7 separate regions of the Mus musculus genome follow, and all the other regions are linked to region 6. The links are chromatin contacts, called in public ChIA-PET, HiChIP or PLAC-seq and promoter capture Hi-C maps. All regions are on one chromosome and are shown on one strand. Each heading gives the region's core, a stretch centred on a gene start, on an enhancer-like site or on the middle of the called end of the contact. The rest is flanking DNA. Distances are from core to core; before and after follow the strand shown.

What was found. Promoter capture Hi-C pulls out the DNA fragments that hold promoters and counts their contacts. ChIA-PET counts read pairs in DNA pulled down with a chosen protein or histone mark. HiChIP or PLAC-seq counts read pairs in DNA pulled down with a chosen protein or histone mark.
Region 1: a contact with region 6 is called in a promoter capture Hi-C map of liver, with 3 times the contacts expected there. The contact joins the promoter of Crtc3 here to the promoter of Rccd1 in region 6. A contact is called at or near these places in 9 of 39 promoter capture datasets (the 3T3-L1 cell line, the C10 cell line, the HPC-7 cell line and 5 more), 2 of 484 Hi-C or Micro-C datasets (the G1E-ER4 cell line and bone marrow-derived macrophages), 5 of 115 datasets of contacts at active chromatin or transcription factors (bone marrow-derived macrophages, embryonic limb bud, embryonic stem cells and 2 more) and 2 of 9 other capture datasets (adipose tissue and liver).
Region 2: a contact with region 6 is called in an H3K4me3 HiChIP or PLAC-seq map of stem cell-derived neural progenitor cells, with 2.9 times the contacts expected there. The contact joins the enhancer-like site here to the promoter of Rccd1 in region 6. A contact is called at or near these places in 6 of 39 promoter capture datasets (the HPC-7 cell line, hippocampal neurons, liver and 2 more) and 4 of 115 datasets of contacts at active chromatin or transcription factors (embryonic stem cells, large pre-B cells, pancreatic cancer cells and 1 more).
Region 3: a contact with region 6 is called in an H3K4me3 HiChIP or PLAC-seq map of bone marrow-derived macrophages, with 3 times the contacts expected there. The contact joins the enhancer-like site here to the promoter of Rccd1 in region 6. A contact is called at or near these places in 9 of 39 promoter capture datasets (the 3T3-L1 cell line, the HPC-7 cell line, HPC-7-derived erythroid cells and 5 more), 1 of 484 Hi-C or Micro-C datasets (the C2C12 cell line), 3 of 115 datasets of contacts at active chromatin or transcription factors (bone marrow-derived macrophages, large pre-B cells and pancreatic cancer cells) and 2 of 9 other capture datasets (adipose tissue and liver).
Region 4: an RNA polymerase II ChIA-PET map of memory CD8 T cells shows a contact between it and region 6, with 270 read pairs. The contact joins the enhancer-like site here to the promoter of Rccd1 in region 6. A contact is called at or near these places in 3 of 39 promoter capture datasets (cranial neural crest, liver and pre-B cells) and 6 of 115 datasets of contacts at active chromatin or transcription factors (bone marrow-derived macrophages, effector CD8 T cells, memory CD8 T cells and 3 more).
Region 5: an RNA polymerase II ChIA-PET map of memory CD8 T cells shows a contact between it and region 6, with 89 read pairs. The contact joins the promoter of Iqgap1 here to the promoter of Rccd1 in region 6. A contact is called at or near these places in 4 of 39 promoter capture datasets (cranial neural crest, hippocampal neurons, liver and 1 more), 4 of 115 datasets of contacts at active chromatin or transcription factors (bone marrow-derived macrophages, craniofacial prominence, memory CD8 T cells and 1 more) and 1 of 9 other capture datasets (liver).
Region 7: a contact with region 6 is called in an RNA polymerase II ChIA-PET map of memory CD8 T cells, with 8 read pairs. The contact joins the promoter of 5430400D12Rik here to the promoter of Rccd1 in region 6. A contact is called at or near these places in 3 of 39 promoter capture datasets (hippocampal neurons, liver and pre-B cells) and 2 of 115 datasets of contacts at active chromatin or transcription factors (memory CD8 T cells and pro-B cells).

The regions. Positions count from the first base shown.
Region 1 is chr7:80,687,325-80,691,379 of GRCm38.p6, reverse strand. It overlaps Crtc3 (CREB regulated transcription coactivator 3), which reads left to right and starts at 2,503. Exons shown (of 15, transcript NM_173863.2): 1 at 2,503-2,773. The coding sequence starts at 2,642.
Region 2 is chr7:80,744,096-80,748,123 of GRCm38.p6, reverse strand. It overlaps Iqgap1 (IQ motif containing GTPase activating protein 1), which reads left to right. Exons shown (of 38, transcript NM_016721.2): 16 at 3,916-4,006. Among named protein-coding and RNA genes, the nearest start is that of Iqgap1, 57 kb to the left of the region's middle. Within about 2 kb of position 2,678, at least 68 of the 459 cell types and tissues checked have an H3K27ac peak or open chromatin away from gene starts, as enhancers often do. A contact at or near this core is called in embryonic stem cells and stem cell-derived neural progenitor cells, where this site is marked.
Region 3 is chr7:80,713,759-80,717,273 of GRCm38.p6, reverse strand. It overlaps Iqgap1 (IQ motif containing GTPase activating protein 1), which reads left to right. Exons shown (of 38, transcript NM_016721.2): 37 at 155-263; 38 at 3,329-3,515. The coding sequence ends at 3,442. Among named protein-coding and RNA genes, the nearest start is that of Crtc3, 27 kb to the right of the region's middle. Within about 2 kb of position 1,798, at least 105 of the 459 cell types and tissues checked have an H3K27ac peak or open chromatin away from gene starts, as enhancers often do. A contact at or near this core is called in the C2C12 cell line, bone marrow-derived macrophages, neutrophils and 1 more, where this site is marked.
Region 4 is chr7:80,777,006-80,780,969 of GRCm38.p6, reverse strand. The region is part of intron 2 of Iqgap1 (IQ motif containing GTPase activating protein 1); the gene reads left to right. Among named protein-coding and RNA genes, the nearest start is that of Iqgap1, 24 kb to the left of the region's middle. Within about 2 kb of position 1,534, at least 245 of the 459 cell types and tissues checked have an H3K27ac peak or open chromatin away from gene starts, as enhancers often do. A contact at or near this core is called in bone marrow-derived macrophages, effector CD8 T cells, liver and 4 more, where this site is marked.
Region 5 is chr7:80,801,324-80,804,814 of GRCm38.p6, reverse strand. It overlaps Iqgap1 (IQ motif containing GTPase activating protein 1), which reads left to right and starts at 1,484. Exons shown (of 38, transcript NM_016721.2): 1 at 1,484-1,674. The coding sequence starts at 1,620.
Region 6 is chr7:80,323,000-80,326,797 of GRCm38.p6, reverse strand. It overlaps Rccd1 (RCC1 domain containing 1), which reads left to right and starts at 2,344. Exons shown (of 9, transcript NM_173445.4): 1 at 2,344-3,048. Unc45a (unc-45 myosin chaperone A) reads left to right here. Exons shown (of 20, transcript NM_133952.2): 18 at 372-489; 19 at 630-785; 20 at 921-1,506. The coding sequence ends at 1,178.
Region 7 is chr7:79,919,354-79,923,247 of GRCm38.p6, reverse strand. It overlaps 5430400D12Rik (a long non-coding RNA gene), which reads right to left and starts at 2,599. Exons shown (of 2, transcript XR_003946805.1): 1 at 2,309-2,599; 2 at 1-2,199. Ap3s2 (adaptor-related protein complex 3, sigma 2 subunit) reads left to right here and starts at 2,608. Exons shown (of 6, transcript NM_009682.3): 1 at 2,608-2,739. The coding sequence starts at 2,671.

The DNA of each region.
Region 1 (4,055 bases), core at 1,254-3,753, 360 kb before region 6:
GTTGATGGAGTATAATTGAAGCCTTGGAAATGAAACTGTGGGTGGGGAACAGTCTCCTCCTGTGTGTTTTCTGAGCCTCTGCTTGGAGCTCAGTGTAGTGACAGCTTTCCCAGCTGGCTTCCAATCTCAAGAGAGGGAATGGTTCCTTTGCTGCCTCTTGTCTGCAGCCTGGCGCTCCATCAGCGTCTGCTCTCAGCCCTCCAAACAGGCATCTCAGCAACCCCTTTATTACCCGAACTAGCCAGAAAGTCCTACTTTATTTGGTTTTGTTTGTTTGTTTGTTAAGGTGGTGGGGAAGGAGGGCTGACTCACTCTGTAGACCAGGCTGGCCTCCAACTCACAGAGACCCAACGGCAGCCTTTGCTTCCTAAGTACTGTTATTAAATGGTGTGTGCCACCATGCCCAGATTTTTCTTTTGTTTTCTTCTTTTTTTAAAGATTTATTTTGATTGCATTTAATCATGTGTCTATGTGCCTCTGTGTGGCATGCATACTTGGGTGCAGGTGCCTGTGGAAGCAAAGTTATCATAGTCCCTGGAGAGAGAGTGACAGGTGGCTGTGAATGCCCAATTTGGGTGTTGGGTACCAACCTCAGGTTCTCTGAAAGAGTAACACATTTGCTTTTTTTTTTTTTTTTTTTTTTTGAGACAGAGTGGCCCAGAATGACCCTTAACTTGCAGTCTTCCTGCCTCCACCCTCCAGGTAGTGAGATCTCAGATGTATGACACCATGTCCAGCCTGGCTCATCTGTGTGAAAATGAACTCAGTATGGCATAAAAGCAGAAGGCAACACGTAAAGAAAAAGCATGGATGGACTGGAGGGATGGCTCAGTGGTTAGGAGTGCCTACTGCTCTTGCAAAGGGTCAAGGTTCAGTTCCCGGCACCCACATGGTACAGATGGTAGCTCACAAGCAACCGTCTGTAACTCCAGCTCCAGGGGACTAAGGCCACCTTCTGGCTACCAAGGATCCCTATACATAGATGCTGCACATAATTGCATGCAAGCATACACACATACATATAAAAATCAAGAAATATAAAATAAGAAAAAAAAGCATGGTGGGTAGGACAATACAACAGACACATAAGCCTAATTATAACAAAACAATCTAGGGACTAGTGAGCTCCCTAAGTCGGTAAATGTGCCTGCCACCAACCTGAGTTATTGGCGGATGTGAGTACACACACACACACACACACACACACACAAAATGAATAATGAATGAATGTAAAAAACCAACACATATAAAAACAGTTGCAGGAAATACAAAAGTTGCACATCATGTCTATAAATTCTTTTTGGTTTTGTTTTTGAGACAAGGTCATCATACAGTCTGGACTGGCTTTCTTCTCATTATGTAGCCAAGGAGGACCTTGAACTACTGATCCTGCTGCCTCTAACTCCTGACTGCTAGGATTACAGGCACTTGCCATAATGCCCAGCCTCATTTTTGTATAAATTTTAAACATAAAACTTCCTATCCCACATAGAGTAACTGGATTAATAAATCATACACAATAAAAGGAAGAACAGAATAATAAGTATATGTTAATTTTGAAAAAATGAACAGTAGTGTTAGACATCACTACCAACATAGTTACTTTTTATGGAGACAAAGAATGAGGTGGGGTTCTTTTTTTTTTTTTTTTAAATAAACTCCAAGCATATGAAGCAAAACGATTTTTAAAAAGTCTTATTGTGTATGTGTGTCTAGGTATGTGCTTGCTACAGCCTGAGTGTGGAGGCCAAAGGACAAGTCTCAGGAGTCAGTTATCTCCTTCCACATGAGTCATTTAGCTGGCCCCAAAATGCCTTTTAAATTTTATTTGCAGTGTTGGAATCAAACCCAAGGCCTAGGGCTTGTCACACAAGCGCTCTACAGCTGAACACCGTCCCCAGGCTCTGCAAAAATGTTTTGATGGTTTAATCATGAGGTGCGTGGGCGTTGTTGTTATTTTCCGTATTTCTCCTCATGTCGCTAATACGTCCTAATTCACAGAACACAGTCATGCTCAACACTCTCCAGGACATCTTGGTGTACAATTATGTTGGAAGCAGCTTCTGGGCTAAAAAGGGGGAAGCCTGACGAGGCCACTTGCTGTTTTACCAGCGAAGTTGAACGGATGGGAGAGATGGCTCAGTTAAGAGTACAAACAGCTCTTACAGAGGCAAAGACCCGTGTTTGGTTCCTAGATTAGTGTGATCTCCGTGGGTGCCTGCATGCACATATACATATGTACACATCCACACTGGGCAGTGGTACCCAGCGGCTCTCACACATTGGTGCAGCTTAACTTTACAGACGTGATATAGGTGTGAGAAGTCCCGAAGCAGGCTGGGGACCGTGGGCTCAGCCCTCGGTCGGCTCGCCGGAGGTCGAGCTCCCCGGCTGGGAGGCCGGGCTTCGGGGCCCGGAGGCCGGGCGGGCCGCGCCGAGGGCGGAGCCGCCGCGCGGGGGCGGACCTCGGCGCGCTCCCGGCCGCTCGCTGGCTCTGGGGCCGCGGCGGCTCCTCTGCCGGGTCGCGCCGGAGGACAGGTTTCGGGCGGCGGCTTGGGCGGCCTGCGGACAGACCGGGTGGGCCGAGCAGCGGAACCCCGCGCCTGCCGTGTGCCTAGCCCGCTAGCGCCGGGCGCGCGCCATGGCCGCCTCGCCCGGTTCGGGCAGCGCCAACCCGCGGAAGTTCAGTGAGAAGATCGCCCTGCACACGCAGCGGCAGGCCGAGGAGACGCGGGCCTTCGAGCAGCTCATGACCGACCTCACCCTGTCCCGGGTGAGCTCCGGGGCCGGCGCGAGCGGTGCGGGCGGGTCCGCGCGGCGGGGAAGAGGTCGCCGGGCCGAGGCGGCGGCGGCGGAGCCGGGCGGGGGCCGCGGGTGGGGAGTGGGGCCGGGGCGGCCGCGGCCTCGGCTCTGGCCGGCCTGGCGACACCGAATGCGGCTTGCTATCTCGGTGGACGGGCCTCGGTGCGTTGAGCTGGAAACGGCCGAGCCCGGGGAGGCGGGCAGCGGGGCCGGGCGGCCTAAGCGGGAGGATGACCCCGAGAGGAAATCGCACGCAGCTGCAGCTCAGAGGCCGGACCGAGGCACGCCTGGTTCGGGCGGTGCGGCTTCTCCGTGGACACCCACGGCCAGCGAGCCCTTGACTGTCGGCGTAGAAGGCCTCGGGGGCCGGAGGGTCGCACATCCTCCCCGAGGGGAAGACTTGGTGCACGCACAAGCGAATCGACGGCTGGCCCCTGAGTGGCAGGGGGCCTTGGTACCACGTTGAGATTCCGTGGCTTTCCCTCCTTCGCCTCTTGGAGGTGCTTTCCGTGGTCCGGTGCATTTGCTCAGCATCAGATATTTAGTGAGAACTGACAGGGTGCCTAGCGCAGATGGTGACTGCGGAGGGACCCAGAGGAATGAGTAAGAGCGAGTCGGAACAAACACCTGGGAGGCTAGACAACTGGAGCGGACGGCAGGGGATGGAGACGGCAGGAGTGTCTGTGTAGACTGCAGAGGGTCAACGTGAGTGGGCAGCCTTGAGGATTCTGAGTGCTGGCCTTGAAGGCACATTGTCAGATGGGGGAGGCTAGGAAGATGCTGGGGGTGGACAGCTGGAAGCAGACGTGTGAGCAGATTGCAAGCTGGTTGTTTCCCTGCTTCCCAAGGTGCAAGCGTATTCTATTTTGGCCACCATAGTGTTTGGGATTGAAAAACAAAAACAAGAAAACTAAAATCTGTTGCTAGGGTTTAAATTGGGAGTTTTTTCTTTTAACATAAATTTAACATAAACTAAACTAACATAAATGTATAGCATAAACTAAACGGACTTACTTTAAAATTAAGAGACTTGGAAACAATCTTGAGTGTTACTTCCCTCAAGTGGAGTGTGAACTCTTTCTTGCTATAATACACTTTACACGGCTCACTGTTACAGCCCCCTACACCGAGACCACTCATCAGTAAGGGCAAAGTGGACTGCTTTCTGAACTTCCATTCTCCATGCACTGAAGGAAGAAGAAGAAAAAAAGGAATATATGAGAGATAAGAGATAGATACAGGATACAGATAGA
Region 2 (4,028 bases), core at 1,429-3,928, 420 kb before region 6:
TGGTTAAGAACACTGGCTGCTCTTCCAGAGGTCCTGAGTACAATTCCCAGCAACCACATGGTGGCTCACAACCATCTGTAATGACATCTGACGCCCTCTTCTGGTGTGTATGAAGATAGCTACAGTGTACTCATTTTATACATAAAAATCAAAACAAAGATATAATTCTCATACCATGTAACTCACCATTTTAAAATGCATGTCAGTGGTTTCCAGTATAATGCTAGAATTGTGAAACACTCACAATCACTGTTAGGGTGTTACCATCCACAGAAGAAACCTGTACCTCTTAGGGGTCCCTCATTGCTCAGTCTCCCCCAGCCCCAGGCAACCATCAGTCTCCTGTTCTATGGGTTTTGAATTCAGAACACTTCATATGATGTATTGACCTTTGTGTTGGCTTCATTTAACTTTGTGCAAGTTGTAGCCTGTGAGTGGTGGCATTTGAAGCATTTCACTTGCTGTGGAAAGGAGAAAAGGCGTAAGGTGACTACAGGGAGCCTGGAGGAACATCCTGGCGCACACACTGCACTTCGGGTAGAATTGTCTTTTTTTAGGCATTTGTTAGCTTCCAAGTCCTACAAACCATCTAGGGAATAGCGTTAAAAATAGTTATTGAATTCTAAATTTAGCAAGCATAAAATTGTACTTTAAATTTAGTCTGTAGCTGGGTGTGGTGGCACATGCCTGAGCCCCAGCTCTGCCGAGGAGAAGCCACATCAGGAATTCATGCTCGCTCTCGGCTACACAGTTAGTTCAAGGCTAGCTTGGGCTCCATGAGACCCTGTCTCAAAAGTCAAAAACAATCAAAACCCCACATAAAGTATTTCATGTGCAGTTCTCTCGGTGCTGTCTTTGTGTCTGTGGTGATCCCGGGGCTGAGAGAAGTTTTCCAGAGAAGCCGAGTCTCCTGGGCCCTTATTTTGTTGTGCATCCTTTGTCACTGGCTCGACGTTACCCTGCCACCCTGTTGCAATACTCACTTCTCTCTCCCCTTTTCTTGTTAACTTTCCCACTAGAGCATCAGAACTGACCTGTCTTCAAGTTGACTTTCTCCCTCCTCGTACACAATCAAATCTGCTTGAGTTATTGTACTTTCTGTGTTTAAGAGTGTGGTTTCTCTCTGTTGATGCTCCTAGGTAATGTTGTCATACTTTAGTGCCTGCCGCAATCCCCACTAATTCTTTAACATATATAAAATAGCTGATCCGAGTCTTGGCCCACAAGTTCACCTTGAGGCACTTCAGTGGTAGCATCTGTCTGTCGTCTGGTGGGTTTGTATGTCTGTCCAGTCCCTGCATGCCTTATTTTTGTTGTTGCTGTGTGTTTTATTTGGCAACAAAACATTCTACTGATAATGTGTTAACTGCAGAAATCAGATTCCTGCCCTCATGCATCACTTATTTGGTGTTCTAGGGTTTTTGTTGAGATGGGGGCTTGCTTCAGTGAGATTGCAGGTGCACAGCTGTTCAAGGCGTTTCTGAATTCTGTGAACTGTCTTTGTCATGTACATGCAGGAAAATCTCCCTAATCAGCTTGTGATTTGCTAACAATTGGACAGGTGTCCTTGAATCCCTAGACCCTGTAAAGCCTCCCTGCCCTGCTGAGGGGCCTCCCTGCCCTGCTGAGGGGCCTCCCTGCCCTGCTGAGGGGCCTTTGTGCTTTCCGCTCAGTAGGCAGGCTGTTTACAGCTGTGCAGCTTTCTCTCCAGGCTTGGTCAGACACGGAGCTTAGAGCTTTCGATTTTATTGGAATATAATTTGCAGGCCATATGATACATCATTATAAAATTTGTGTCATTGCCTCCCCTATGTTCACAATCACTTATAGAAGAGTCTCTGCACCCCATCTGTACCAGGTGTGGCCCTCTCGGTTCCCATCCAGGTCAAGGGTCTCACAGCTCACACCTCTTCTCCAGATTTGCCTTCTCAGTGTTTTTGGTTAGTGGTGGTGGTGGTGGTGGTGAGACTGTACATTATCACCACAAGCATCAGTGATGCTAAACAGCTGGGGAAGGCCCTGGTCATCCAATGAGGATAAGGGATGGGGGGGGGGGGAAGCACTGGTGACCTCCCAGGGAGCACCAGATAGGTTGTGGGAAGATGGAACAGCACCGAGCTCACGTTCTTTCTCACTCAGTGGGAAATGCCTTTGTGTCAGCTCTTAACTGTTACAAACCTTCCTTCATCTTGTCAGCTTACAAAAGCTAATCCATGCTATTTTTAGCCAGGATTTTTAGTGAGAAGTTTCTTAGAAGTCCCGAGTCTGCCATTTCATTTCTTTCCTTACTTGAAGTTGGTGCCTTTGGAGCACTTTGTAAGAATGATCACCAGTCCCTGGGTAGGAGAGTCTTAATGCCCAAGGTGAGCATCACTTTACTATTATGTACATGCGTGACTTTTAAAACTCTCTTCCCATCTGTATACACATGCTTGTGTGTAAGCCACCAGGAACTAGTTAGAGCATATGCCAGACCAATTTCTCTTCATTCTCTTGCCTTTCATACCTTAGCTCCATTGTTTGGTCCTTATGTGTGAGGATTATGTGTGAAAGAAAGGTTAACCGTAGCTCTTTGTTTTACCCTGCATGGGGCAGTGGGGGATAGGACTGTGAATAGTCAGAACGCTTGCAGAGCGCTCTCTCCCTGCAGGGGAAGGCTCTCCCTTGGCCTCCCAGCTCTGCTGTTAGCTGATTCTTCTTGGAATGCATGTGAGATCAGCCTAGCAGTGAACCCGCAATGGCTGGATTCCAGCCCACGGAAGTGCCTTTGCTTTGGTCGTAGCGTTTGTGGGCAGTTTCTCTTGCAGACTAGGACCATCCGCCCTGTTGCCTCTGACTTCTCAGCTCTTGGAGTCACAGCCTGTGGCTGCCGCATTGTGGCTTCACCCTGCAGTTGATGTTAGCATTTACAGTACTTTGAGGACTCGGAATTGTGTGTGGCCATTCCCCATCTTCAGTATATGTAACATGAACACATGAGGAAAAATATTTGAAGGGAGACAAGAAACCAGCAAAGGGGGGGGGGATCAGGGAGGGTGGGGGTGAATAATAAAATGGTATATGCATCAGAATCCTATATTGAACCCTTACATGTTAGCTTAAGGAAAAATAAACTATAGCAAGAGTGAAACAAGCCAGTTCTGCTCCATCACCTCTGACACAGGAGCCCGCTCAGACTGTACAGCTTTTCTGGCTATCTCGTCACCATTTATTAGAATCCTGTGTGTGGACATGTGTGTTTAGTTTCCAGCAAATGATTTTAAAATGAAAGGCTTAAGCAGGGCATGGTGGCATACACTTTTAATCCCAACTTTTGGGAGGCAGAGGCAGAGGCAGGTGGATCTCTGTGAGTTTGAGGACAGCCGTGTCTACAGAGTGAGTTCCAGGACAGCCTGGGCTACACAGAGAAACCCTGTCTCAAAAAACAAAGCAAAACAAACAAAAAAGAACTCTTGCAGTAGCAGTAACTCCAGGTTTTAAATCTGAGAAGGAAAAGGATCCGGTTACATAAGACATAAGCGTTGGTTGTATTGGAGAATTTGAGCTGCCTCTGTGTGTGTTTCAAGGGCAAAGGAAGCTTTCTGGACCTTGTGTATTAATACACATACTCTGGCCTTTGTCATACGGTACAAGTCCCTGGGCCCCTTCCCAGTGTACCTGCTCCTGCGCCCTCCACGGCTGTCAGCTTCCTGAACAGTTTGAGTGGCCTTCATTCATTCATCCATTGCTTACATTGGAGCCATTTCCTGTTTAACTTTAGGGCAGGGTATTTGATGCCTGGCTCTTTTCATTCACTTAATCCACGGCTCATCTGTGGAGCTTTTTCTTCTGTAGCTGAGCCCCAGAAGGCCCTCATCACACATACCCTGATGTTCACCATGGCTTTCGTACTGTTTTGCTTTCAATCATATGTAGGAAACACAGGATGAGTCAGCTGTGTTATGGTTGGATGAAATTCAAGGTGGAATCTGGCAGTCCAACAAAGACACCCAAGAGGCCCAGAGGTGTAAGTATCCATGTGTCTGTTG
Region 3 (3,515 bases), core at 549-3,048, 390 kb before region 6:
CAAAGCAGACACCACAGCAGGATGCTTTTGCCAATGGCGCTGCCGCTCCAGGCGAACTTAGGTCCAGAATCTACCCCTAGTGCCCCCTCCCCCATCTCAGAGTCTCATTACCTAAAAACTCAAAGCTCACACATACGGTGTTGTGTTTCAACAGATTTAAAAATGTTATCTTCGAAATTGGTCCAACAGAAGAAGTTGGAGACTTTGAAGTAAAAGCCAAGTTCATGGGAGTTCAGATGGAGACTTTCATGTTGCATTATCAGGTGGGTGTGCACAGGCTCAGGCGTGACGCTCTCCGATGAGGTGGGAGAAAAGATAAGGGAAAGCCTTTGGGGAGAGCTTTGTGTATTCAGAGAGCTCGGTGGGCGCCTAGTTGGGAGAAGCTAAGGGCTTGGGGAGTTGGGTGTGGTCTGTGTCCTCTGAGAGTCGTCCTGTGCGGATGCTTTAGAGTGCTCTGACACCTGAATCTTCACTCCAGCCCTGATGAGCTGGTGCCCTGGCCTTGAAGGAGGTACCTAACCACCAGTGTTAGCAGTAAGAGATTCTTTGCTGCTCTGTACTTGAAATCTCTCTTTGTTTTCATTTTTATTTGATATGGATACCTTTTGTTAGGGATATTACTAAAATTTGTGAACACATTGCCTCGTTGTAACTCTGAATCACATTTTAAATTCAAAATTAACTCTGTAGCCGTTTTATAACGTAGCTGCCCCTAATTTATTTTTAAGTTTCTTTTTTTTTTCTTTCTGGTGCTTACATTTGACCCTCAGCATTGTGCTTGCAGGCTGTTTCCCACTGAGTTCAATTTCCAACCCCAAATACCTGATTTTGGGGAGTGGGAGGAATCTTATGTAGCCCAAACTATCCTCAAATCCACTATGTAGTTGAGTCTGGCCTTGAACACTTGACTCTCCTGTTTCTCCCAAATGCTGGGATTATAGATATGTGCCACCATGCCGAGCTGCCTAAATATCTATTTTTGCACATTAAAAAATGTACCAAATAAGGATGGTGACACGCACCAGTAATCCAGCTCTCAGGAGACAGAGGCAAGAAGATTCAGAGTTTGAGGCCAGCCTGGACTTCATTGTAATTCCTGGCCAGCCTGTATAGTGAAAGCAATCTTCAAAATCCAAAGCCAGAAATAATCAGACAATTGAAAGGATTCATGAGCGGTGTCCAGACCCAACTATGTGTGTACCACATAGTAGACCTCTTACGGTTTTTGTTGGTTGGTTTCTTTTTCTTTTCTTTTTTTTTTTTTTAAAGATTTATGTATTTATGTATGTAGCTGTCTTCAGACACACACCAGAAGAGGGCATCAGATCCTATTACAGAAGGTTGTGAGCCACCATGTGGTTGCTGGGAATTGAACTCAGAACCTCTAGAAGAGCAGTCAGTGCTCCTAACCAGTGAGTGACCTCTTCAGCCTGGTTGGCTCATTTCTTTTGCAGTGCTGAGAATCAAACTTTGAGCCTCACACATGCTCTACTGCCAAACTGCTCTTCCATGTCTTGCCACACCCTGCCTTGCTTGCCACTGCCGTGGTCTAGCAAACCAGGCTGGTGCCTCTCTGTGAGCAAGCGTTCCGCCTTCTGCACAGGATGCTCTCCCCTCCTGGAATCAGCCTCCCTCCCTCTGCTCCCTACCTGCCTCCTGCCTCCATCAAACAGTGAGCACTGGCCCGCGCTGCCCCCCTACAGCCGCAGTGATGGCCCTTCCCCTTGACTCAGCAGCCCTGAGACATCCTCTGTTGACAGTGCGAGCTGACTCATTTCCCTGCCACCCCCAAAACTGGGAACTCCTAAGACAGTATGTCTTAGTCATCTGTACCTCCCTGTTGGTAACCAGTAGTCTCTCAGCGCATATTAATTCAGTAACTGTGAAAGGATTTCTTCACACACTGTAACTAAGCATACTGCATACAGTCCCTATTCCATTGGTTTCACTGCCAGTGCAGGCCAACCAGTCTGCTAAGGAGACTGTACACTGCTGCTCGGATTCAGGAACTGGTCTGCCTCATAGGTGCCTGGGGTTAGGGTTAGGCTAGGCAGAGAGGACACACCATGGTCCCCATCCTTGGGACACTGCGGTCCCTTCATGCCCTTCCTCACCACCACTCACCAGTTTAGTGGTAGTGACGACAGTGCTGTCGTAAGCCGCCAGGACTGCAGAGAACATTAGAAAACAGCCGATCATACCGATCACCCCAGAGCCAGCTCTTTCCTGATGGCCTTGCCACCCAACACTTTGAGCCTCAGCAGCTCATCTCTAAAGTTCAGATAATTATGCTTCATAAGGTTTTTGTAATGCCTTGAAAAAATAGTGTGTAAGGTGCCTAACCGAGGCCACACACAGGCTCGGTGCTGGATGGTTGCTCCTCCTGTTGTACTTGCATTTACGTTAGACAACCTTTCTCATGCGGAGTTGAAGTTGGAGTCATATTCAGTTTACAAGAGACCCTGGGCTCAGTCTCCTAAAAACAAAGGACTCCAGTAGACTGCAGAGCTGGAGATGTAGTTCTGTTGGTAGAATGCTTGTTTGGCAGGCACAAACCCCTGGGTTTGATCTCAGCACTGTAGAAACTGAGCCAGGCAGCACATACCTGTCATCCCACCATGGGGTCAGGAGTATTCGGTCAGCCTGTGCAAAAGTGCCAGGGGTGGAGGCGGGGCGGGGGCAGAGCAACTGGTAGGTACTGAGACATTACAGGTCATTCTCATTTTCATTTCTCATTCTCATTGGCATATTTCATAAATTGAAATGCCTTTACTTTTTCTATGTGTATTAAAACCTCTAACCTACATCTGAAACAATGGGGAAATGCCATCATAACTTCTTTTTGATTAATCATTCCTTTACATTTCAAATCATATCCCCCTTCCAGTTACCCCTCAACAAATCCCATCCCATCTCCCCTCTCCCCTCTCCACCCTCCCCTTTGCCTCTTGAGGATGATGCTTCACCCACTCATCCATGCCCTGCTCACTGCTCCAGCGGCCCCTACCGTTGTAACTTTTGAAATAAGCTTTAAATGTATTTTAACTGAACATAACTCCTAATTTCCCTTTGTGTTTAGAATCTTTTACTATAAACTAAATGATAACCTAAGACTAAGTTGTAGGCTCCCTGTTGCTCCAGCACCCAGGGTAGCTGGCCCCAGGGCAGTCGTGCCCCGTAAAGCTCTGCACTGAGAAGTGTGTCTGACCTGCTGCACCATTTCACACCTGGCACAGAAGTCCTGCCTCTCCTCTCCTGGATCGTGGGGTCCTTCCTTTTCTTGTTCTGGATTCGATGGTGAAATTGTTTTGTTTTGTTTTTTAAACAGGACTTGCTGCAGCTACAGTATGAAGGAGTTGCAGTTATGAAATTATTTGATAGAGCTAAAGTGAATGTCAACCTCCTGATCTTCCTTCTCAACAAAAAGTTCTATGGGAAGTAATGGGTCGCTCGCCGCCCAGAAGAGTTAACAAAAAACGGCAGCACCTCACGGCTGTCTTTCTAGGATCCTCCAT
Region 4 (3,964 bases), core at 285-2,784, 450 kb before region 6:
GTATTACTATATACTCTAAGGTGTATGTTACCTTATCCCAGGGCTCTCAGAAATACTGTTCTTATTAAGAAATGGGAGCCTGTTTTCTCTCTCCTATAGGAGCTGCTTATCCTTTTTATCCACTCTCCCTTTTTGGGAAGAGTTCTTGGGGTGACTTTAGGTAAGCTCCCTCCACTGAGCCCCGGGTCACAGCTACAATAACTGATCTAGAGTTGCAGACACTTAGCTATTGTCTAGGTTTCATTCAGTTTCCGTTTTTGTTTTTGTTTTCGTTTTTAATTATTTAAAATGAAACATTCTGGAAGTTGGCTCAGTGGGTAAAGGTGCTTTGCTTGCCTTGCCGCTAAGCCCGACACTTGAGTTCAGTCCCTGGAACCTCCTCTTGCAAGTTGTCCTCTGACCTCCGCACATACTCTGTGGCACACACATAAACAAATAAATAAATTCAATGAAAAAAAAGATTTGTAGACTTTAACTTAGATGACATAAAATTCATTTGTAATATTCAGTGAATTGTTAGTTTTTACCAACCCAGTCAGACAGAGGACCCGTTGCTATGAGAGACACCTTTTCTGATCCAGCTCTTAATAAAATCATTTGCTCGCTGAGCAAAGTGGTGGCACACGCCTTTAATCCCAGCACTCGGGAGGCAGAGGCAGGTGGATTTCTGAGTTCGAGGCCAGCCAGGTCTACAGAGTGAGTTCCAGGACAGCCTGGGCTATACAGAGAAACTCTATCTCAAAAAACCAAAAAAAGTATAGATGCCATCCAGAGTTCTCATTTTGCTCGTTAGCCTGGAAACAAGCTTTTGTGTTTTCCCCTCACTACTGTAGAATTTTCTTTCATCTCATGCCTTCTCCTCTGCAGGCCCCTTCTTTTTATTCCTACTGCTCAGAATAATCTTTTAAAATCAAAGTTCAAAGTTTTTTGTTTTTTTTTAAAGACTGGCTCAGGTAGTTTGGCTTGTAGCTAAGGGTGACCTTGGACTCCCAAGCCCTTTTTCCCTACCTCCCAGTGCTGGAATTACAGGTGTTTGACACCACACCCGACATTAAATCAAATTTTATCCCTTCATTCCTGTTTCAAATACGCAAAGAGTTTGCACATTTTCTTTGTCTCCTTCAGCCTGACCTGTTTCTTCCTATGAAACCCCTTTTCTGGTCCCCTCAACCCCAAAGGCTTTCCCTGGGAAGCGGGCTGCCCAGGGAGCCTCCTGTGACACACAGTGCTTGCTGTCTTCGGCTTGCTGGTTTTCTCCCTGGCCTGTACCTGGCACACACTGTCGATTTCCTCAGGCCGCTTGCACACCCAGGGGTTGCGTGTAAGGGTGGTTTAATGGAATCCCCAGTATAGGACTAGCTGACCATATTTGGGAGGTTTCTAGCATAGGGTAATCCTGGCCTGGAGTTCCACTGGGCAGGATGGGTGTGGCAGCTTGAGTTTCTGCTCCTGGAGGAACTGATTCTCAGCGGTTGGGGCAGCCAGTTCCGGCATTGGTCGGTTCCCCTTCTGTATTGCACAGAGCGGGGAAACCACTGAAGTCATGTGCTCTGCAGAACTTGTTCCACTGGTTTCCTCTTCACAGACCCCTAATTCAGATTCCCACCCTGATGCTTTTCTGCATATGTATGCTCTTGGTCCGGGCTTGTTTTAGCCTTGCCACTGTAGCGTTCTGGGATAGGCACGGCTTTGTTTCCCTGGTGGCAGAATGGGTAGGGCCAAGAACTGAAAAATGTTATCAGTAGGACCAGGTAGACAAGTATTATGTAACCACGGAGCTCCGCCTCTAGAAGATTTATTTCTGGGAATTGAGCAGTCTTACATTCTCTCTCTCTCTCTCTCTCTCTCTCTCTCTCTCTCTCTCTCTCTCTCTCCCCTCCCCCCCCTCACACGCACATCCCACACACGAATATATAGCTAACTTACTTATTAACACACACACACACACCCCACACAGATATATAGCTAACTTACTTTTTTTTGTTTTGTTTTGTTTTTGTTTTTAGAGACAGGGTTTCTCTGTGTAGCCCTGGCTGTCCTGGAACTCACTCTGTAGACCAGGCTGGCCTCGAACTCAGAAATCTGCCTGCCTCTGCCTCCCAAATGCTGGGATTAAAGGCGTGCGCCACCACTAATTTATTACCACACACACACACACACACACACACACACACACACACACAAACACAAACACACACCACATGGATATATAGCTAACTAACTTATTACCACACACACACACATATATAGCTAACTGACTTATTACCCCCCCCCAACACACACACGGATATATAGCTAACTAACTACTTCCCTCCTAGCTCTTAGTGTGTATGACCTCCACTCCTCACACCAACTTTAGGAGGTGTTAGGTGTTGCTCCTGTCCGTGTTACAGACGGGAAACGGAAGTCCAGTGGGGTCAGATATCGTGTCATTCTTGCTTACTCTTGCTTCCTTCCCTCTTTGCTCAGGTAGGGTAGGGCATGTTCCTATCTTAGCTGTTGTCACCTCCACTCTTCCCAGGCCTGCTTTCTTTATTGAGTCCTCCATCTTTGTTCTTTTCTTGTAGGCACGCCTACATCTTCCTCACAATGACTGAACACACACAACCCTGGCCCTGGATTTCCCCCCATCCTGGACTGATCCCCACTCCTTCCCCACTTCTTGTACCCCCCTTTCTGTATGTCGTGTCTCTTATCAACTCATACATCTATGGAAGCGACATCTTAGACACTCGCCATGATAGTGTCTGTCCAGGTGGCGGGCCAGCAGCCTTCACCTAAAAGGCAGTCTCAATGAAGACAGCTAGGTTCCGATCACAGGGCCTCAGGAAGGCCAGCTGAGCTAATTTACTCTATCCTCCCCCTTCTCCCCCCTCTCTCTTTTGTTCTCTCCCTCTTCTCCCTTCCTCTCCCCAGGGTCTCTGTGTAGCCCAGGTTGCCCTTGAACTCAGAAATCCTCCTGCCTCTGCCTCGATAGTGCTGGGATTGCAACTCAGTTCTGTTGCGGTTTTGGACTTGTGTCCTTTCTACAGCGGTGTCCTGAGTCTCCGGACAGGTGAACCAGAGTTACCTTCCCCGGAGATGGCCCTGCTGGTGCTTTTGTCTGAGTCCAGCCCCTTTGGATCAGAAGAGAGTCCTTATTCTGGATTCCCATTTCTCTGTAGTATCTGAGGGTTCAGTCCTGTCTGAGGGTCTTCTCTGGGTTGTTTGTTTGTTTGATTTGTTTTTAAGCTCGAATCCTGGCTGTGGCTGGCAAACTCTTCTCTGCTTTAACTTGAAAACGATCTGCCGCTTGCCATTGCCAGTTGGCCTTTGCCACCACCACTCCAGTATTTCCCACCTTTCTGTTCACTGCGAGCTGACTCCTGCTCCAGAGTCCCTCTACAGAGGCCCTGGAGGAGTTTTTCATTTTCTGTTCTCTTTGCTGTCCCTTTTTTACAGCGTCTGACGGCGGTGATGACAGCCAGATTCCTGGAGTGTTTCTCTTCTTTGATTACCACCACATGATCCCCTCTTGATTTCTCGTCTTTTTGCAGGGACTTTCCACCCTCAGAAGGTCCCGTCCTTGGCTATCTCCCCGTTGTATTTGTCTTTACCTTGTCCCTAGGCTTGTAGATGGCCTCATATCCGCTTGGGTTTCCAGGTGCTTGCAGGATGTCACTCTGGATGGCTGTCCCATTGACATTTCAGGCCCAACATGCACTTGTCATCCTCTTGTCTCCCTGTCTCGGTGTGGCTTCATGGATCTATTTAGTCATCCATGCCACAAGTCCCCAAGTCATTTTTAAAAAAATAAAACCTTTTCTCTTTCCTTTTATAGAAGTTTCTTTAAGTTGCTGTAGATGGTTTATGGGGCCAGATTTTTTGTTTTGTTTTGTTTCTTTCTGGGACTGTGTGATAATGTGGGATTTTCCCACAGAGTGAATAATAAGTTATTATTTTTACTATTTGGCAGTCGGGCAGA
Region 5 (3,491 bases), core at 235-2,734, 480 kb before region 6:
ACATTTCTGGCTGTCCTGGAACTCACTATGTAGACCAGGCTGGCCTTGAACTCACCGAGATCTGCCTGCTATTGTCTCCTGAGTGCTGGGATTAAAGTCGTGCCTCAACATGCCCAACTAAGAAGAAAGTTTGTAAGGAAAGAGCTAGTAAATTGAAAATGGCTGGAACAAAGAGCCTGGAATTGGGTTGTAAAGGTGCCCACCTGGCATGGGAAAGTACACAAACTGCACTGTGAAGGGAGTAACAGGAAAAATTACATCTATGACAAGAACTCGGAAGCTGGGTGTGGTGGCACATGCTTTTAGTTCTAGCAATCAGGAGGAAGAGACAGGTGGATCTTCAAGGGTAGCCTTGCCTATTTAGTGGGCTCCAGGACAGCCAGAACTACATAGTGAGACTTGTCCCCCTTCCCAAAGAACTCCGTACTTTGGAAAGAGCATGCTGGCAATCATGATGATCTGGTTGGCACAAGTGAGAATAGAGATTATGATGATCAAAAAAGTGTTATCACAGGTGGGGACAGAAACAAAACTAGATGCTTCAGAAATAGAGGTGAGTCGAGGAACCTGGGGTGTGTGTGTGACTGGTGATGGAACACTTCCAGAGAGTGGGGCAGGAACAGGATCAACGTTTGACAGGTTTTAGTGTCTGTGAGAGGTCCAAAAATGCACGTTAGATAGTTTGGAACTACTGAGGGGCTTCTAGATGGTCTGGATTGTAAGTAGAAGCCATCAACTGTTTATGGTGAGGGTAAGAGTCCTGAGAATGGGACTTTTACTTTATTATTATTATTATTATTATTATTATTATTATTATTATTAGAGCCAGTGATTCACTCCAATCCAGGCTGGTTCAGAATAGAATTCGGTTGAATACTGGCACTTTAAAAGATCACAAGGGTAAAGAGACGAGGCATCCTTATTAATAGGGTCAAGATAACCCCCCTAAGATCTTGCAGATTGTAAAGAGCTGATAAACAGCTCTTCCGCGTGAGCATCGTCATCCCCCAGTTTAAGAGATTGAGCAGTTCTATTCTTTAGCACTGTTGGGGAGAACAGAGGTCAGATTGACAGAATGTAGCAGAGAGTAGGAGTGGGAGTCTTTCCTGACAGTGGGTCCTACTTGCTTCCAATAATCACACTCTGGGCCACTTGCAACGGCTCCTTGAAGGAGCCGCGGTGCAGAGGGGGTTAACTCAGTTGTCAGGAGAAGGCAGGCGCCTAAAAACATTTGGATTTCAAGCTGTAGACATTGGCGGCCTTTTAGTCAGAGCCGCAGATAGGGCGACAGCGGAGGAGTGTCGGGACAACGGACCAAGCCGGCCTAGGGACTCGCTACAGCACCCCGCCTCCTCGCTTCCGCAAGTGGAGAGCGAAGAGGGCAGGGGCGGGTCCTGTAATACTGACCACGCCCCTTCCGCTCGCTCCGGGGAGCGCAGCTGGGCGTGGACTCAAGGGCGGGGTCTGCGGGGCGGGACCTGCAGGGTGGGGCCGATGGCGCGGGGCGGGGCTCTGAGGACAGCGACAGCCCGCGCACTGGGCAGGAGTTACTGCTGCTACGGTCGCCCGCGTCTTCAAGGTCTCTGCGCTTCCTCACCGGAGACCTGGACTCGGCCGCCATGTCCGCCGCGGAGGAGGTTGATGGCCTGGGTGTGGTCCGGCCGCACTATGGCTGTGAGTGCCGAGGGCTTGGGGGTGCGCGGGCGAGGGACCAAGCTCGGGTTTTCCCAGGGGCTCAGCCGGGCGGGTGCGCCGGGTGGCTTGGGACCGCACGGACCCGGAAGAGCAGCTGGCTGTATGGCTGGTAGCAAGGTTGGCGCCCGAGCCTTCTCGAGCTCCGGAGGCGGCGGGTAGAAACCTGGAGGCCTCTGCCTTCGCTAGGCGCTGCGGCAGGGGAGCCCCACCCAGCTCCTCCACCGGTTAGTTCTACTGAGATTGGGGAAGACGGCCTAGGGTGAGGTGGCAGGAGAACTGACTGTGCAGGGCGTGTCCTGGGCACTGGACCCAGGGGTTCTGCTCGGGCGTGGTGGGAAGGTGCTGCCCGGATTGCTGCCTGCGAGGGTGACCCAGGGCGCAGACCCGCGCAGCCTCAGGCTAGCTGCGAGGTGCAGTTTTAGGCAAGCAGCTTATGCTTTCTCCTGCTGGGTTCTTTCTTTAGCATTTCAAAAGTAAAATTAAAACATAAACACACCCAAACCGGCTCCCCCCACTTCCTCATTTTCTGTGACTATCCCTGCAACCTTAGTAAACTAACCAGCTGTACGTGGGATAGTAGTTACAAGAGGATCCCTTTGAGTCCCAGGTTTAGATTTTATGTTTTGGGAAAAGTACTTTCTTAAAGGATACTTTAACACATCCAGTTATGCATTGGATAGTGTTATAATGTGTGCTACGTTTGTGAAATTAGGGATGAAAAAGATCAAACAGTGCCTTCAAAACCTGTCCGAGAAAGAGACAGGTGTACAGAGATTGATAATTAGATGAGGGGTTGGGAATTTAGCCCAGTGGTAGAGTGCTTGCTTAGCAAGTGCAAGTCCTCAGCTCCAAGAAAAAAACCAATAAGGTGCAATAAAGATAAACGATGCATGAACTAACTCTAACTGGGTATAAAGAGTAATGGGGGTGAAGAGAAGGGACTTAACAAGGCCATGGGAAGGTAGGTGCTGACTTTTAAACAGAGGCTTGGAGGATGCAGTGTGGGGCAGGGTGAGCAAGACATGACTTTGAGAGGGCAGACACAAACTAAATATGGTATTGGAGAACATAGGGTTACTGTACGTGGAAAACCGAGGGCATCGAAGTGCAGAGGTGGAATTGAAAGGGAGAGGAGAAAAGTAAAAAGGATTTCCCGAAGTAGCCCAGGCTAGAGTGAGAATAGCTCTGATTGCCTTCCCAAGGAGTTATCCCTTGGGAAGACAGTGGAGAAGGCAGATGGCTACAAGGTAAAGTCCACAGGCCCTGGAGTCAGGTGGGCTGCAAAGGCCCTTGATTAGCCCTCTGACTGAGTTCTTCCAGCCTCAGTATCCTCAGCTGTCAAATAGTGGTGATCACAGGATGGGTCTGGGCTAGAGTAGGAGCATGTGTGTAAACTGTGTAGTCCAGGAGCTTCGGTTATGAAGAGAGGGGAGAGTGTGACCAACAAGGATAGACTATAGTTGATGCCTCTTGAAGCTACAAGAAAATGTAGTACATATATATTTAAAACACTTAAAATTTTGGTTCCTTGATAATTTCTTTTTTAAAGATTTATTTATTTATTTTATGTATATGAGTACACTGTAGCTGTACAGATGGTTGTGAGCCTTCATGTGGTTGTTGGAAATTGATTTTTTTAGGACCTCTGCTCGCTCTGATCAACCCCTCACTCAGGCCCAAAGATTTATTTATTATTATAAATAAGTACACTGTAGCTGTCTTCAAACGCACCAGAAGAGGATGTTAGATCTCATTATGGGTGGTTGTGAGCCACCATGTTGTTGCTGGGATTTGAA
Region 6 (3,798 bases), core at 1,095-3,594:
GCTCAGCGGTTGAGAGCACCGACTGCTCTTCCGAAGGTCCTGAGTTCAAATCCCAGCAACCACATGGTGGCTCACAACCATCTGTAACCAGATCTGATGCCCTCTTCTGGGTGTCTGAAGACAGCTACAGTGTACTTACATATAATGAATAAATAAATCTCTTAAAAAACAAACAAACAAACAACCCAACCCCATGCTGTTTCCTGCCAGGCCAGAAGGCTAGAAAGCACTGCAGTTCCTAACCAGCACAGCAGAGTCTTTGGGCATTGCTAGGGGAGCACCTGAGCTCAGGGCTCAGCCACCCGGGATAGGGCGGCACCTATGGATATGGAGACTCTGGTCATACGTGTCCTTCCACCTTCACCCCGCAGGCAGAAGATCCTGAAGGAGAAGGCTGTGCCCATGATTGAGGGCTACATGTTTGAGGAGCATGAGATGATCCGCCGCGCAGCTACCGAGTGCATGTGTAACTTAGCCATGAGCAAAGAGGTGAGCGTTGGTCTGGCCGGTCGCCATGACTGACAGGTGCCGGGGTTGGTCCGGTGGTTGCCATGACAGGTACCAGCAGCCCTGCCCTTCGGCTAGGCTTTGAACCCCGGTAGCATGGTCCTTGCCTCCATCTGTCCCAGGTGCAAGATCTCTTCGAGGCCCAGGGCAATGACCGGCTGAAGCTGCTGGTGCTGTACAGCGGCGAGGATGATGAGCTGCTGCGGAGGGCGGCTGCTGGGGGCCTGGCCATGCTCACCTCCATGCGGCCCGCACTCTGCAGTCGTATCCCTCAAGTGGTGAGTACCTGGTCTGGGCGGGGGAGGCTGAAGGAGCTAGCAGTTCCCTACATGGTGGTATGGCTGTTGTGTCGGGGAGTTCCTAGAGCGTAGATGTGGTTTCTGCCAGTCTTCACATCCGCCCGTTTCCTACAGACCACACACTGGCTGGAGATCTTGCAGGCCCTGCTCCTCAGCCCCAACCAGGAGCTGCAGCACCGGGGCACCGTGGTGGTGCTGAACATGATGCAGTCTTCGAAGGAGATCGCCGGCACCCTGATGGAGAGTGAGGTCCTGGAGATCCTGTCAGTGTTGGCCAAGGGCGAGGAGAGCCCAGTCACCAGGGCTGCCGCAGCCTGCCTGGAGAAAGCAGTGGAATATAGACTCATCCAACCCAACCAGGACGGAGAGTGACGATCGGCCCGGGGCCCACAGCTCACGCATCTGTCACCCTTCACAGCTCTGAGTCAGCACTGGGATGCTCGATACTTGCCTCGCCTCCACAGCTGCCACAGTTGCACTTTGGTGTTCTCAGGACACACAGCATACAGCCCTGCCCTGCCAGCACTCAGGAGGGCCCTGTCTGTACTGTAGAGAGCTGAGGCTGGGGGACGTACATCCCATTCAAGCCTGAGGATTATGGGCATCAAGAAGGAAGGACACAACAGCATCCTCACATGCTGGGAGCATCATCAGAGCCTGCCAGCAGGCTCACCCCGCTAATAAATTCTGTGGAACTAAAGCATCTGTTTGTTGTTGTAGGCGGGGCTGCTGAGGGTGGGACACTCAGGAGCAACAGCTGGACATCAGCAAAGTGTGCTGTAGAGCGCTGTTGCTGTAACAGAAGGAAGCCAGTGGGCCCATGGAGAACCTTTGTAGACAAGGCCTTAATATGGGTAGGACAGGCTGGCTTCAAACTGATAATCCTTTCTCAACCGTTAAGAGTTGTAGGAATTACAAGTGCCAACACCCACGCTGGTTTCTTTCTAAATCCTGGTGAGTTAGCCTAAAGCTTAGGAAGCTGATCAAATTTCAGTGTCTTTTTTTTTTTTTTTTTTTTTGTTTGTTTGTTTGGTTGGTTTTTTCTTTTTCTTTCTTTCTTTTTTTTTTTTTTTTTGGTTTTTTTTCGAGACAGGGTTTCTCTGTATAGCCCTGGCTGTCCTGGAGCTCACTTTGTAGACCAGGCTGGCCTCGAACTCAGAAATCCGCCTGCCTGTGCCTCCCGAATGCTGGGATTAAAGGCGTGCGCCACCACTGCCCAGCTTTTTTTTTTTTTTTTTTTTTCAGTGTCGTTTTTTTATGCTGGTCCTTGGATACATTTGTCATGATATTGTGAGTTTTCTGTGATCTCTACCCAGTCTGTGTTTGGAATTTGGGGTCAGTGTGCGCTTCCCTCGGGGAAAATACATTTTTCTGTAACTCTGCCAGGTTGAAGGAGAAACAGGACTCAAATAGATTCCCTATATGGCTAGGAACACCGGTTTCTTAGAGGCTGGAGTCCAGGCTTGGCACTCATTGGCTCAGTACAAGTAAGTGACAGAGCCTGGGCCAATCAGTGAAGGCACTAGTACTACAGCTTCCTGTTTGGCCCTCAGTCCTGCGCTTGTTCAGTAGTGAACGACCTCCTTCCTTGTTCAAAGGGAATGGAGGGTGTCAGGGCTTGGTCTTCGCCCGCCGTTTCCCTCGGATCGTCAAGAGTATCCATTCATTCAGTGGTTCCAACCGCGTCCACTGCTGTTGGCGCGCACAGGAGACTTCAGCCTACTGCCTGGTGGCAGGTAACCCGGCGCATGTGTGCCGGTCAGGCGCGCCCCAGTGGTGACGTCACCGCTCGTGCCTGCGATTGGCTCCGAAAAGCTGGCGCACCGAATGACCGCGTTGCTTGGCGCGGAGGCCCTTAAAAAGTGCTTTACTCCGCCGGCCATCTGTTCCCCGAGCCATACATTACTATGCGCTGCTCACTTTCAAGGTTTCCTGCTTAAAGGGCTTTCCTGATGAGTTGAGGGTACAGGCTAATGGGAAGATGAAAGATTCCTTTGGTTGGGGATCCAGGAGCTGTAGTCTCAGATCTGACTTAAGAGGCTCGAGAGTGTCTGTAAAATTCTGATCCATTCGAGTGAAGTGGCGTTGCATTTTGAACCGCGCGACTGTCTCCCAATTTCAGCCTGAGCTCCCTGGGACCCATAGTCATCACATTAAGTCAAAGGAAAGGCGCAGCAAAGACTTCTTGAATAAACGACCGAGTAAGGTCCAGTGGAAATTGTCCAAATGCCTCTGAAACCCGGTAAGAGCCAATGGTCATTTTCGTCGTTAAATTCTACTGTGTAAACTAAGCTAGGACTGTTTACACTTAAATTTTGATTTGTATTTATTGCAAACAGTTCTGCTAGGTAGATACAAGCAGTGCTGTCCCCACTCGCCTTGTAAAACTGAAGTTGTGCAATAGGATCCAGGTGCACAGGCACGCCCACCTAGGTCCCAGGTGTTTATTCTTCTTGTTGGGACGAGGCTTATAAATCCATAGGACACGGCTCAGCTCCACACTTGCTGTGTGATTGGGAGTCTAGAGAAAAATGGAGTCAATTTGAATGGAGACTCGGGGTTAAAGTTCTCAAGGCTAAGAGACTGGAGCTGTGGGCCTCAGATCCTAGTGTTGTATCTGATCTCCCACGTACATGCCTCACAGTTCCCTTGTGGTAATAGAAATAAGTTCTGGGTTGCAAAGAAAGAGACCACTGTTAAGGCCTAGATGGAAGGTTAAGGCCTAGGTAACCGTTACCTGGACAGCCTGCCATTATAAAGAAACTTTCTCATGTTTGTGCTGTTCCTAAGGAACTTTCTAATGCTAAGATTGATTATATAGTTATGTTCTGTGCCCTTGAAACCAATCACGATAGAAGTCAGTAGAACGACTTTGTATAGTTACCCTTGGACCCGAAACAACCACCCTGCAGCACTTTCTGCACCTGTGTATAAGCTTTTATAGTGTAAGCTGCCCCTGGGATGGGCCCCAAGGTAAGAGAGTCACCTGAGC
Region 7 (3,894 bases), core at 1,350-3,849, 400 kb after region 6:
AGAGACACGAGCTCCGGGGGGTACTGGTTAGTTCATATTGTTGTTCCTCCTATAGGGATGCAGACCCCTTCAGCAACTTGGGTACTTTCTCTAGCTCCTCCATTGGGGATAGTCATGTTTTTTGGGACTTTTGATCACAAATTCCTGGAGCTCTGCCTGTGCTGGCTTCCACAGTGCTGGGGTCAAAGGCACTTACCACCAGCCGACTCCTCACTGTATTTTTGATGGTTGAGAAACAAGATTCTGGAGTTAGATCACTGGGAATTGGCACCTGTAAAAATCTTGTTAGATTACCAAATGGTTTCCAAAAAGGGTTGTTTTGCATCTATTGGTGGTGCACGCCTTTAATCCCAGCACTCGGGAGGCAGAAGCAGGCAGATCTCTGAGTTCGAGGCCAGCCTGGTCTACAGAGTGAGTTCCAGGACAGTCAGGGCTACACAGAGAAACCCTGTCTCGAAGAAAAAAAACAAAGCCAAAACCAAAAAGGATTGTTTCAGACTGCAGTCTCAGTATCAATGGAGGAGAGAAGCAATGCCATGCTACTTTGACCAGAATTGGGGAAGAAGATTTTGAATAAATATTTGATAAAGTGAAAATTATTAAATATACTTTTATTTGCCCTTTCTTCTATTTATAGTGAAATTAAATGTTTTTCATTTCCTGTATCTACTTCTTTAAACAAAAAAGGTTTGGTTTTTGTTTTTTTTTTTGTTTTTTTTTTTGTTTAGATTTATTAGTGTGTGTGTATGGAGGTCAGAGGACAATAAGTTTGCCCTCTGATCATGTGGGTTCTGGGAATCCAGATCAGGTCATCAGGATTGGCAGCAAGCATCTTCACCTGCTGAGACAGCTCACTGGCCCCTGCGTCTTTTTCTTTTGTTACTCCCATTGAAGGATGGCTTCTAGCTTTTGCCTTTCTCCTGCCTCTGTCTCCTGAGTATCGCAGGTATGTGCTGGCATACCAGCTATAGTGCTGGAGACAGAATCCAGGGTTTTGTGTAAGCGCTCTGCCACCTGTGCTACATCTCGAGCTGTATCATTATCATACACATTTATTGCTATTAATGTTGTGTGTGAACATGAGTGCACACGTGCCACAGCAATGAGAGACAAATTTTGGAAGCCAGCTCTCTCCTCTCTTGGGTTCTGGGCATTGAATTCAGTTTGCCAGGCTTAAAGGGCAAGTGAGTTTGCCTGTGGAGCCATCTCCCAGGTCCTTACTCTGTTTTTTCCTTACCTCTTTAATCCACTGTGGCCCTAACATATATGAAAGTATGAAAAAACTAAGCTGCTTTTTCTTCAAAGTGTTAATCAGTTATCTCAATAGCACTTGTGGAATTCCTTCCTACAGCCAAACTATGATAGCCCCTACATCATATATTAAAATTATTTCATGCCAAGGGCTTGGAAAGACTACATCTCTTCCAAACGACTGGAGTTGCTCCCAGCATTCACTTCAGCTGCTTATAAACTCCAGCTCTAAGGTGGCCTCTTCTAGTCTCTGAGGGCACCTGAAGCAACATTTGGACATATACACATACAACATAATTAAAATTAAATCTTTAAAATTGTTTACCACAGACTATTGTGTTATAGTTCAATAATACTTCACCTTTTAATTATGATTTGAGGCTTGTGAGGTAAAGGCACTGCCAAGTCTGATGGCTTACATTAGATCTTTTACACAGCAAGAGAGAACTGACTCCCCAAATTGTCCTCTGATTTCCACACATGCACCGTTGCAGGCGCGTGGGTCCTCTCCAAAAAAATCCATATAAATGTAACTTTAAAACATACTTCAAATTATCCTGCTTGGTTTGATTGGTGGGCAAAGCTGGTTCCTTCTTGCTACTCTGTTTTAGAATTGTCTTTGACATTTCCGTCCAACATTTGAATCATTTTGTCCCACTTCAATGCAATAGTCATTTGAATTTTTATTTACTAAAATCCCAGGGATGTATGTGGTGGTGCAGGCTTTTAATCCCAGCATTTAGGGTCACAGAGGCAGGCGAATCTCTGAGTTCAAAGCCAGGCAGGGCGACACAGTGAGACTCCGTTTCAAAGAAAGATAACATATAAACAAACAAACGAATAACTAAATGAATAAATAAATGAGAAAAGGTGTTACCAGTTTGAGACCAACCGTTCCGTTTATGTGGGATTGGATGAGAGATCCCGTATGATGTCAACTTTCACCATCTAAAGGAGAGAATGACCGTTTGACTGGCAGACTTTTGCCTAATTCACTGCAACATAAAAGCCTAGCTTTTGCTAGTCCAAGGTTAGAAGAAGAAACACAAACACCTACTGGTCCCTCAAACTGGCGCGGCTGCTGGCAGGAATTGCCAGTCTCGATGCTTGCTGCCGACACGGTTGGCTCCAGGATGGAACCAGAATGAGGGGCTCAGTCCCAGCCAGGCTTGGATTCGTTCCCAGGCTGGCCAAGGCGACCGTGCTCCTGGGCTTCTACAGCCGTGCTCCCCAGGAAAGCGCGCCGACCTCTCAGGGTGCCAGAGCGGCAGGACACTTTAGTGCTCGGTGCCCAGGGGTACCGAGACTAAGTTTCCGGGAGCAGCTTTCAGCGGGACACCAACAGGAAGTGTTCGTGTTGTGCCGGAAGAAGGTGCGTTCTTGGAGCAGGTGGTACCGAGAGAAGCGGGACCGGCAAAGATGATTCAGGCGATTCTGGTTTTCAACAACCATGGAAAACCGCGGCTGGTCCGCTTCTACCAGCGTTTTGTGAGTGCAGCCCCACCAACCATGCCCCTGCGGAGCACCAGAGCCATCCCTTCCCCACGGCCCGCAGCCGCGCTCAGCAGCATCTCCTGCTCTGGCACCGTGCATGACCCACCCCCCTGCTCCTCCCTCATCCTTCCTGGATCTTGGCTTTTCTGTGTTTTGTGACACTTTCCCTTGGGTCTTAGGGACAGACTCAGTACACAGTGTGCCGCATTGAGATATTGGGTGACAGCCTCTGTCTTTAGTTTTTTGTTTCTGTATTTGTTTTGTTTTTTAAATTGATGAGCGTAGTTTTGTGATGATCTGGTCGTTGGGTTCTTTTACGTTTATTTTTTCTCAAGGGCATGGAGAGAAGTTCTTTCGTGGAATCACTTGCTTCAGCATTGGCTGGCACTTATCAGGGTTGGGATACTTTTTATCCTGTAAGGTTGCAGAAAGTCTCTTTTAAAATTAGGGGGAAATGAGCTATTTTTACAAGATGCCAGTTGTAGTGGTGCACACCTCAAAGCTCAGAACTCGGGAGATGGAGGCGAGAGGATCAGGACTTCAAAGTTATCCTCAGATACACAGCTAGTTCTAAGCCAGCTTGAGCTACACCAGACCGCATCTTAAGAAATCATATAATTAAACAAATAAACAAATGCCATCATGGAATGCCTCAGCAATGTTCGTGCACATTTGAATTTTCTGGAAACATTTCCTTTGGGGAAACGCAGATGCCGTTCTTTGCCTTCTGTACCCCAATATTTTATTCGTGGTTAGGTTTCAAAATATCCTCCTGAGAGACTGGTTCTGTCTGAGAGGGAATAAAATCAGAAGACTTTCAGGCTTCAGCCCCACCTTTTGTACACGTTAAGAAATGTCTTGCCGGGCGGTTCTGGCACACACCTTTAATCCCAGCACTTGGGAGGCAGAGGCAGGTGGATTTCTGAGTTCGAGGCTAGCCTGGTCTACACAGTGAGTTCCAGGACAGCCAGGGCTTTAGAGAGAAACCTTGTTTTGAAAAACAAACAAACAAACAGAAATGTCTCTGGGTCTTTTATTCCTTTTTTCATCATAAATGAAAAGTATTTGCTTTTTAAAATAGGATTTTCCAACTACGTTTTTAAATAGAACACTGAATACAACTTCAATTTTTTGTTGTTTATGTTTTTC